Regions from separate parts of the Mus musculus genome. Here region 2 is linked to region 1. A link is a contact called in public HiChIP or PLAC-seq data. All regions are on one chromosome and are shown on one strand. The core of a region is the stretch at or near the end of the contact, and the rest is flanking DNA. Distances in the headings are between cores, read along the strand shown.

The links. HiChIP or PLAC-seq counts read pairs in DNA pulled down with a chosen protein or histone mark.
Region 2: a contact with region 1 is called in an H3K27ac HiChIP or PLAC-seq map of extraembryonic endoderm stem cells. The contact joins two enhancer-like sites. A contact is called at or near these places in 5 of 484 Hi-C or Micro-C datasets (the Ba/F3 cell line, cardiomyocytes, gonadal supporting cells and 2 more) and 2 of 115 datasets of contacts at active chromatin or transcription factors (extraembryonic endoderm stem cells and pancreatic cancer cells).

Annotation. Positions count from the first base shown.
Region 1 is chr6:54,017,687-54,021,490 of GRCm38.p6, reverse strand. It overlaps 4921529L05Rik (RIKEN cDNA 4921529L05 gene), which reads right to left. Exons shown (of 4, transcript NR_110484.2): 4 at 3,461-3,804. Among named protein-coding and RNA genes, the nearest start is that of Chn2, 20 kb to the left of the region's middle. Within about 2 kb of position 1,765, at least 19 of the 459 cell types and tissues checked have an H3K27ac peak or open chromatin away from gene starts, as enhancers often do. A contact at or near this core is called in extraembryonic endoderm stem cells, where this site is marked.
Region 2 is chr6:54,363,330-54,366,886 of GRCm38.p6, reverse strand. The region is part of intron 3 of 9130019P16Rik (RIKEN cDNA 9130019P16 gene); the gene reads left to right. Among named protein-coding and RNA genes, the nearest start is that of Prr15, 38 kb to the right of the region's middle. Within about 2 kb of position 2,031, at least 35 of the 459 cell types and tissues checked have an H3K27ac peak or open chromatin away from gene starts, as enhancers often do. A contact at or near this core is called in extraembryonic endoderm stem cells, where this site is marked.

The DNA of each region.
Region 1 (3,804 bases), core at 516-3,015:
AGCTACTGAGGATGCGCCTGAGTTCAAGACCTCATCGCCAGGCAGCAGCTTCCGGGCGGGCGGGCGGGCATGCTCGGAGGGCGATGCTGGTGAGGGCTTTTACTCTGGATCCTGCTTAGCGCGTGCCGGCTTCAGAGAACCATCTTTACTTTCAGCTAAGTTCAGATATGCATGTAGCAGGAAGTGCTTTAAATACTGCCACAGTCAGCAGGTCTAGGTGATCAGTGGGTTGGAGAAAAGGCTTTGCCAGCTAGCCAGCTAGTTAAATGGCCAGAAATAGAAGTTGGCAGTGTTTTGTAATGTTGAGATTGTGATGGTTTGCCTCTTTCCTTATTAATATTAATGATTCTTGAAATTCCTGATGAGATAGTTCTGTAAGTCAAAACCAATGGTTAATATGAAATTAGTAGTTTAAAAATGGCCTCCATTGATGTAAAAGATTGATTTTTTTTTTTTTAATACTAAGCTTTACTTAAACACTCTTGAACAGAGTCTAGAAGTTCAATTTATCTGAAGGGTGTTAATATGAATAATTTAAAACTCATTTTCCAACTGCAAGGGAAAAGAAACTGATTCTAGCAATTTCCTGAATTCGATAGCTTGGAGGTAGGGTTTAGAAAAACAAACAAAAAACACCAAAAGGCTAGTGATAACTGAATGGCTGCATAATGACAGGAAAGACAAACATGCCATTGTGAGAGTATACTAAGGCAAACTTCAGACACTATGATGGCTAGTCCCAGTTGTCAACTTGACTATATCTAGTATGAGGTATAATCCAGAAATGGAGGACACACCTGTGAGCCAGATCTTGAGGCTGGAAGACACAGACTTTTGATCCAGATCATGAGGCAGAGTAGCAAGGAAAGCTTAGAGCCAGACAGGGTGATGCTCACCTTTAATCCCAGGAGACAGAGGCTAGCAGATCTCTTGAGTTCATGGCCAGCCTGGCACAGAGCAAATTCCAAGAATAGCTGAGGTACAGGAGTGGTGGTATACACCTTTAATCTGAACCTTACCTTCTGTTACATAAGGACAACAGAAGGAGGAAGGCTCACTCTTCTCTGCCTACTTGCCAGCACATCTGCTGGAACCTGCTTCTTCAGGATTCCAGCTTATATAGAAGACCAGCTGAAACACTTAGCCTCTTTGGACTGAGCAACTACTAGATTCTTGGAGTTCCTATTCACAGCTGCCCATTGTTGGGTTAGTTAGACAGCAGACTGCAAGTCATTTCCAATAATTTCCCTTAGTATATAGAGATATTCCATAGGTTCTGTGACTCTAGAGAACCCTGCCTAATACAAACTCTATACAGCTAAGAGTCAGCCTAGGATTACCAACCTGGAGATTCATAGCCCACAAAGTCTTTTAATTAGGTGCAACCAAGACAGGTTTGCCAGGATCCTCACAAGCATGATCCTGTTTTGACCTTGGTGGGCTGGGGCCTGGAGTGGAGGGGACATTGAGTTTAGACACTCCACAATAAGAAGCCCTATAGAAGGCGAATGATTTTAAAAAGTTTCCCAGATAAAATCCAAGTAGTTCCTGGTTTGTTTAGATAACCAAGCAATTCAGGCATATAATATGGTTCAGCTGCCTCCTACCTCTGTATCTCATGAGTTCTCCACCTCCTGTTTACAATACCCAAGTGGTACACTCTGTTGAGGGGCTAATCTTTCTAGCCACAGCTACATTGCCCTTTGCAATCAGAGATCTAGGAACTGGAAGCTACTCTTCAAGGCGGGTCCCTTTGTAGGGAGTAGGTTGTTGGAAGGCTTCTGTTTCAACCCTCCATACCTTTCAGAGATAAGATTGGATACAGTCACATAGATTGGGTAGATAAGCAGTTAGTATTGACAAAATGCAATTGCATCATTTAGATGCACACTGGTAGTTCCTTAATTATGTCACAAATCTGAGTTAAGCCTGAAATAAATGTCAGAGTAATGCATCTCCTGGCAGATATTTAGTATATGGGGTTTGGATTACGTAGCTTCCCTAAGGCTTTAGAGTTTATCTTCTTGGTTCAGCTATGTAAGAAATGTCTGGCACTCACTTTCGTACACAGAAGATCCTTGGTGGGTTGGGTTTTTTGTTTGTTTGTTTTGGTGTTGTTACTTTTGTTAGTTTTGTTTTTGTAGATTAGGGTTGAATTGAGGAAGAGTCTTGATAGGACAGTTCCCCTCTGGGATTGCTACTGCCTTAGCTTATTTGGAGAGTGATGCCTTTCCTTTGACGAGCTCACTGTGATGGTGGCTAACTTGTCAAGCATAGCACGTCCTTACGTAGCCACAGAGTGCCACCACACCCCATTAGCAGTGTTTCTCTGCAGTCCTGTAAACTGCTCTGGCCAGCCAGAGGGCTTTTGGGGTTTGGAGAGTTCTTTGGGAAGCGTGTCTTAGGAAACCAACCAGCTGGTGCTAGAACCCAGAAGAAGGGAGACATCTGGAAGGAGTGGTGGGGACCGTGCAGCTAAGAGTCTGGACTGGATACAGGACCAGCTGGTTCCCACCATAGCACACTTCATCTTGGTTGACACACCTCATGAATAGCCAGGAAGAGAATTGGATGTATTTGTCAGAGAAATGGATCCATGGAGTCTCAGACCAGCCCAGTCCCCTTCATTAAGATTAAATATCCCAGAAAGTCACTCAGAAGTATTCCATAGAGTTGAGAAATGAAATTACTAGAAGATATGCGTCTGCCATACAATGGTTGGCTTTCCTTCAAAGTACTTGGTCCGTGGACAAGCATAATCCTTGGCTTTTCTTCAAATATGCATTCCAGTGAACAAAATCATATTAGTGTGAGGACAGGTACACTTCAGCCCCCAGTGAGCAACTGAGAAAATACAAAAGATGCAGAAATAAACCAACACACATAGCATCCAGAGTTAATAAAGGAGAGTCTTCACTATCAAGTAGAACGATTTTTCTTCCTGGTAATTATAAAAGAAATGATAAAGGAACATCTCTACTTATCCCTAGTGTTGTCCTGGTCACTGAGGCAGGGGAGAAAGATGCCAGCTAGAAGACAAGGAGCGAGGTGAATATCACCAACAATCATTTGTCGAGCATAAAGTGGACAGGAAACTCACTGGAACCAGGGTCAGGAATTCAAAGAAGCCCTCCCCACCCCTGGGGATTCCTTGAATTCCACTCTAGAAAATGGGCTTCTGTGGATTCTTCAAGGTCAGACATAAAGATCAAAAGGACTCACAACTCTTGGTCCCTCCTGACAGCCCCAGTGTGGGGGCAGGAAGAGTTTCAGACAGCAAAGGATCAAGTGTGGTCAGAAGGAAGGGAGGAACTTTCCTGGGTCAAATGTGTCAAGTAAGCCTTGAGGACAAAGCCAGCTGCACATGGTGATAGGACACAGAGAGCCAGAACCAGCCCAAGGTCCCGAGTGGCCTCCTTAATCTTCTATTTTGTTATAGATGAAAGATAACAGAACAATAAGATAGTTGCATTTATTTAGTTAACAAAACATTGTATGTATACACATATACATACACATATACATGTACTTTTTGTTTTATAATATAGGACACAAAGCATCGTATAACATGCATTGTTTAAGATAACAATTAAAACATCATGATAGAGAGAGAGAGATGAAAATGCCATGGTTACATTCTGGAAGACAAAATACTTGATACATGAAGAAGTGACTCAATTGGGTGATCCATTGAAGAACTCTACAGGAAGAGTGCTTGCTCACCCTTGGTTCTTTTACGATGCTAATGGCATGGTAGTGCATTTATCCACAGGACACTACACACTCTGAGCTATGTGCTTTTCA
Region 2 (3,557 bases), core at 782-3,281, 350 kb before region 1:
TAGCCTTGGGGACATAGCAAATCTCTCCAAATCTCGGGTCTCCCATCTGTTAGGTGGGGCCCAGTTACGAACGTGGCTCAGAAAGTATGAGTAAGATAACATAAAAGGGTCTAGTCCAGTGCCTGGCACAGACATGTAGCATAACTGTGAGAGATAGGCTCGGCTTCACCTCTCCCTCAACCTCTGTGAAGTCAGCTTCAGAGACTATATCATAGCTTCAGAGACTATATCAGTCATTTTGTATAGTTCTGGGGCTGTTGTTTGGTTGGTTTACAGGTCAACTTCCTACTGTTTTTGAATTTGTAAAGCAGAGATGAGGAATTTAACAGCACAAAGAAAAGCCAACTGAAGGAGCTGGTTGCTCTTCCAGAGGGGCCTGCTTCAATTCTCAGCACTCACATGGTGGCTCGGAGCTGTCTGTAACTCCAGTTTCGGGGATCCAGTGCCCCCTTTTGACCTCTGTAAGCACTAGGCACCCATGTGGTGCACAGACATACATGCAGGTAAAACATCCATACACATAAGAAAAAACAAACCAAACAACGACAACAACAAAATCCCTGAAACCCAACAAACCCAAAAACCAAACAACAACAAAACCCCAACCAAACCAAACCAAACCAAACCAAACAACAACAATAACAAAACAAACTCCCAAACCCAACCAAATTAAAAAACCACCCCCCAAACCAAACAACAATAAAACTTGCCTAGCTAGTTAAGAAACATAAAAAGTGCTGAGCTAACCAGAAGTTAAAATGGTAAAGAGCTGCCAGCTCACCGCAAAGTCCCCAGCAGGGAGATTTGCTTTGTTACTCCCTCTGCAAAGGACCTGGGCTCTACACAAGAGTATGTCTGAGCTAGGACTCTGGTTTGGTCCACACACATGCATGCAGTAAGTCCTTTCTTACCTGGCAGGGGTTGTACCCTGAGACTTGGGATGAAGAAACAGTGGGAAGTAAGGAGCTCCCATTTATGAGCTCCCACCCACTAGGCCTCCATAACCAACATCTTATCCACTCTGTGACTGGTTAGTCTATAACTTAGGCACAGTAAGAGGTTAACGACAATAACAAAATAGAATGATCATAGCAATATGTTATAATAAACATTATGTGAATGCTCTCTTCTCTCTCAAGAGTTACTTGAAAAAAAAACAAAAGCATTGTTCATAGAACAGCTCTCACCCTACAGCCATGATGCTTACAGGTTGACAAAAGGCAGGTCGTCTATCTCAAGGATAATCAGGGCCACGGAGAAGAAGGAGCTCTAGGAAGTCTGGGACTAAGTCTTTCTGCTTTCTGCAGGCCTGGTTGTTAGGAGACCAGAGCCTGTAGCTTCTATAGCCACCCTCTGAGCATGAGAAGGAAGCCAAGCCAAGAGAAATAGCTCCTCGTAGGCCTTTAAAACCACTTCTTCCCCCAAATTTCATGTATGAGACAGAAACCTTTCACATGTTAGTTCATTTTTAATTGGGAGCAAGATATTGTCACCTAGGACCCCTCCCAAGTCCCTGTCCCTCCTCCATTGCGGTCTAGATTTAAAGAGACTTTGTAGGATTGATTTGGGCCAATACCAAGCTAGGTTGCCACATGAGTTCCTAATGTGTGCAAGTAGCACTAGCTCCAGCATTTTGTGCTAGGACACTCAGGGACACCTTCCTGAAAGACAAAAGTCCTGACTTATCCAGAAGGAAGCATTAGAAGGCCGGGGAAGGGGGTTGGCGGTTCGGGCTGAGCAAGAACAGAGATGCATACTGTGTATCTGACCCACACCCAGAATAGCAACCGATAGAATGATTGATCCTGGCTGGGACAAAGACAGAGCACCCAGGCAGTCTGAGGGGAGGATGGCCCCAGATCTTGGGTGTAGCTAAAGAGCCTGGACTTTGCCTGTAGATACAGAGAAGCATTGTTGCCTTGCATGACCCGACAAGTCACCATTAATGGGACAGGTCACCAGCTGCAGACAATGACATGGCAGGGAGTCCCTGTTCTAGGCTCCTACAGTGGTGCAGGCTCAATACAGCCCAGGCCTAAGCTGAGTGGACAGAATGGAGGTGAGGGCCGGCCAGTGCGGACACAGATGCACCGATCACAGTGTGAGATGAAGGCGAACCTTGCTCTGATCGGACCTTTCCCCTGTTCGCAGCAAGGGCCAGCTTTAAAGTAGCATAACCTTGTTAGCAAAAAGAATGGAGTTTCCACAGCAGGATTTGCTTTGTTTGGCTTTTGGAGGGAGATTATCAGTTTTCTGTTTCTGTTCTCACCACACCCTCTGACTCAGCCCCTGTGCCACAGGCGTGTCCTGCTTCTCAGAGCAGCGTGGTAAAATAAATTTCTGTTTCTTTGGCAAACATTTCAATTTAAGTAGTGCATTCAGTTGGTTTTAACTTATACTTTTTTAAAAAATGCTTGTTTTAAACAGAGGCTCACTCTATAGCCCAGGCTGGCCTGGAACTCGCAATGTATCACAGGCCCGTCTGGACTCATAGCCATCGTCCTGCCTTAGTCCAAGTGCTGGAATCACAGCTGTAAGTTACTGTACATGCTTTTGGTGTCATTGAAAAGAAGCCCTTGGGGACTTTGTTTTTTAAAGCGAAGAGGAATGAGCATTTGTAGATTTGGCTTACAGATGTGATGAAGTGTCAGAGGTTGTTTGAGGAGCATTGTGAGTAAGTCCTGTTTGAGGGCCAGGAGCCCTGCCGTCTAGCAGAGCCCTTTCACTTCCTCTCAGACAGACACCTTCAGGGGTCCTGGACACACCCCCTGCCATTGCTGTCCTTGTATTGCTCATCCCCTAAATTCATTCCCTCTTCTGTGATTTTAAACCTTTGTCTTAAGAGCAAATACCAGGGAGTTCTCAAGTGGGTAAGGCGACCTGAAAGGCTTTGCTGTATAGTTAACACTGGGTGCTAACGATACAGAGCTTATTTTGGTTGGCTTGCTGGTTTTATGGGTCTGAGGCAAGGTTAAACCTTATCCGACCCCTGTTCTTAAAAAGCAAGCCAGTCACCAGTGTTCCTCCAGGTTCCTGCCTCTGCTCCTACTTGAGTCACCACTGTCCTGACTTCCTTCAATGACTGAGACTGGGACGTATAAGCCAAATAAAACCTTGTCTCCTCAAGTTGCTTTGGGTCATAATGTATTTAATAGCAACAGAATGCAAAAAAACAAAAACAAAAGCAAACTAGGACACACACAATGTTTTTTATATTATAGGCTGTTCCAACTACTATTACAATTCTCTCTTACTTAATGGCAGCCTCAGCCTCACCTTGTACATAAATACAATTTAAGACGTTAGTTCAGCCAGCCAAAATGCTGGCTTTACATATCAAGCAGTGGGCATCAAGGTCACAGAGGGACAGGCATGCTGGAGAGCCACTTTGACCCACCGGCCTAGCAAAAGACAAATGCAATTTGGGCTGTACAGACAGGCTCCCTCTACGGGTCATGTGGAGTTGGAACGGTAAGAGCAGAGTGAGGGTGACTCTTAACAAACAAGTGACTTCTGAGTTCATGTCCTGCCATGCTCTCAAGCCACAGGAAGGCCTA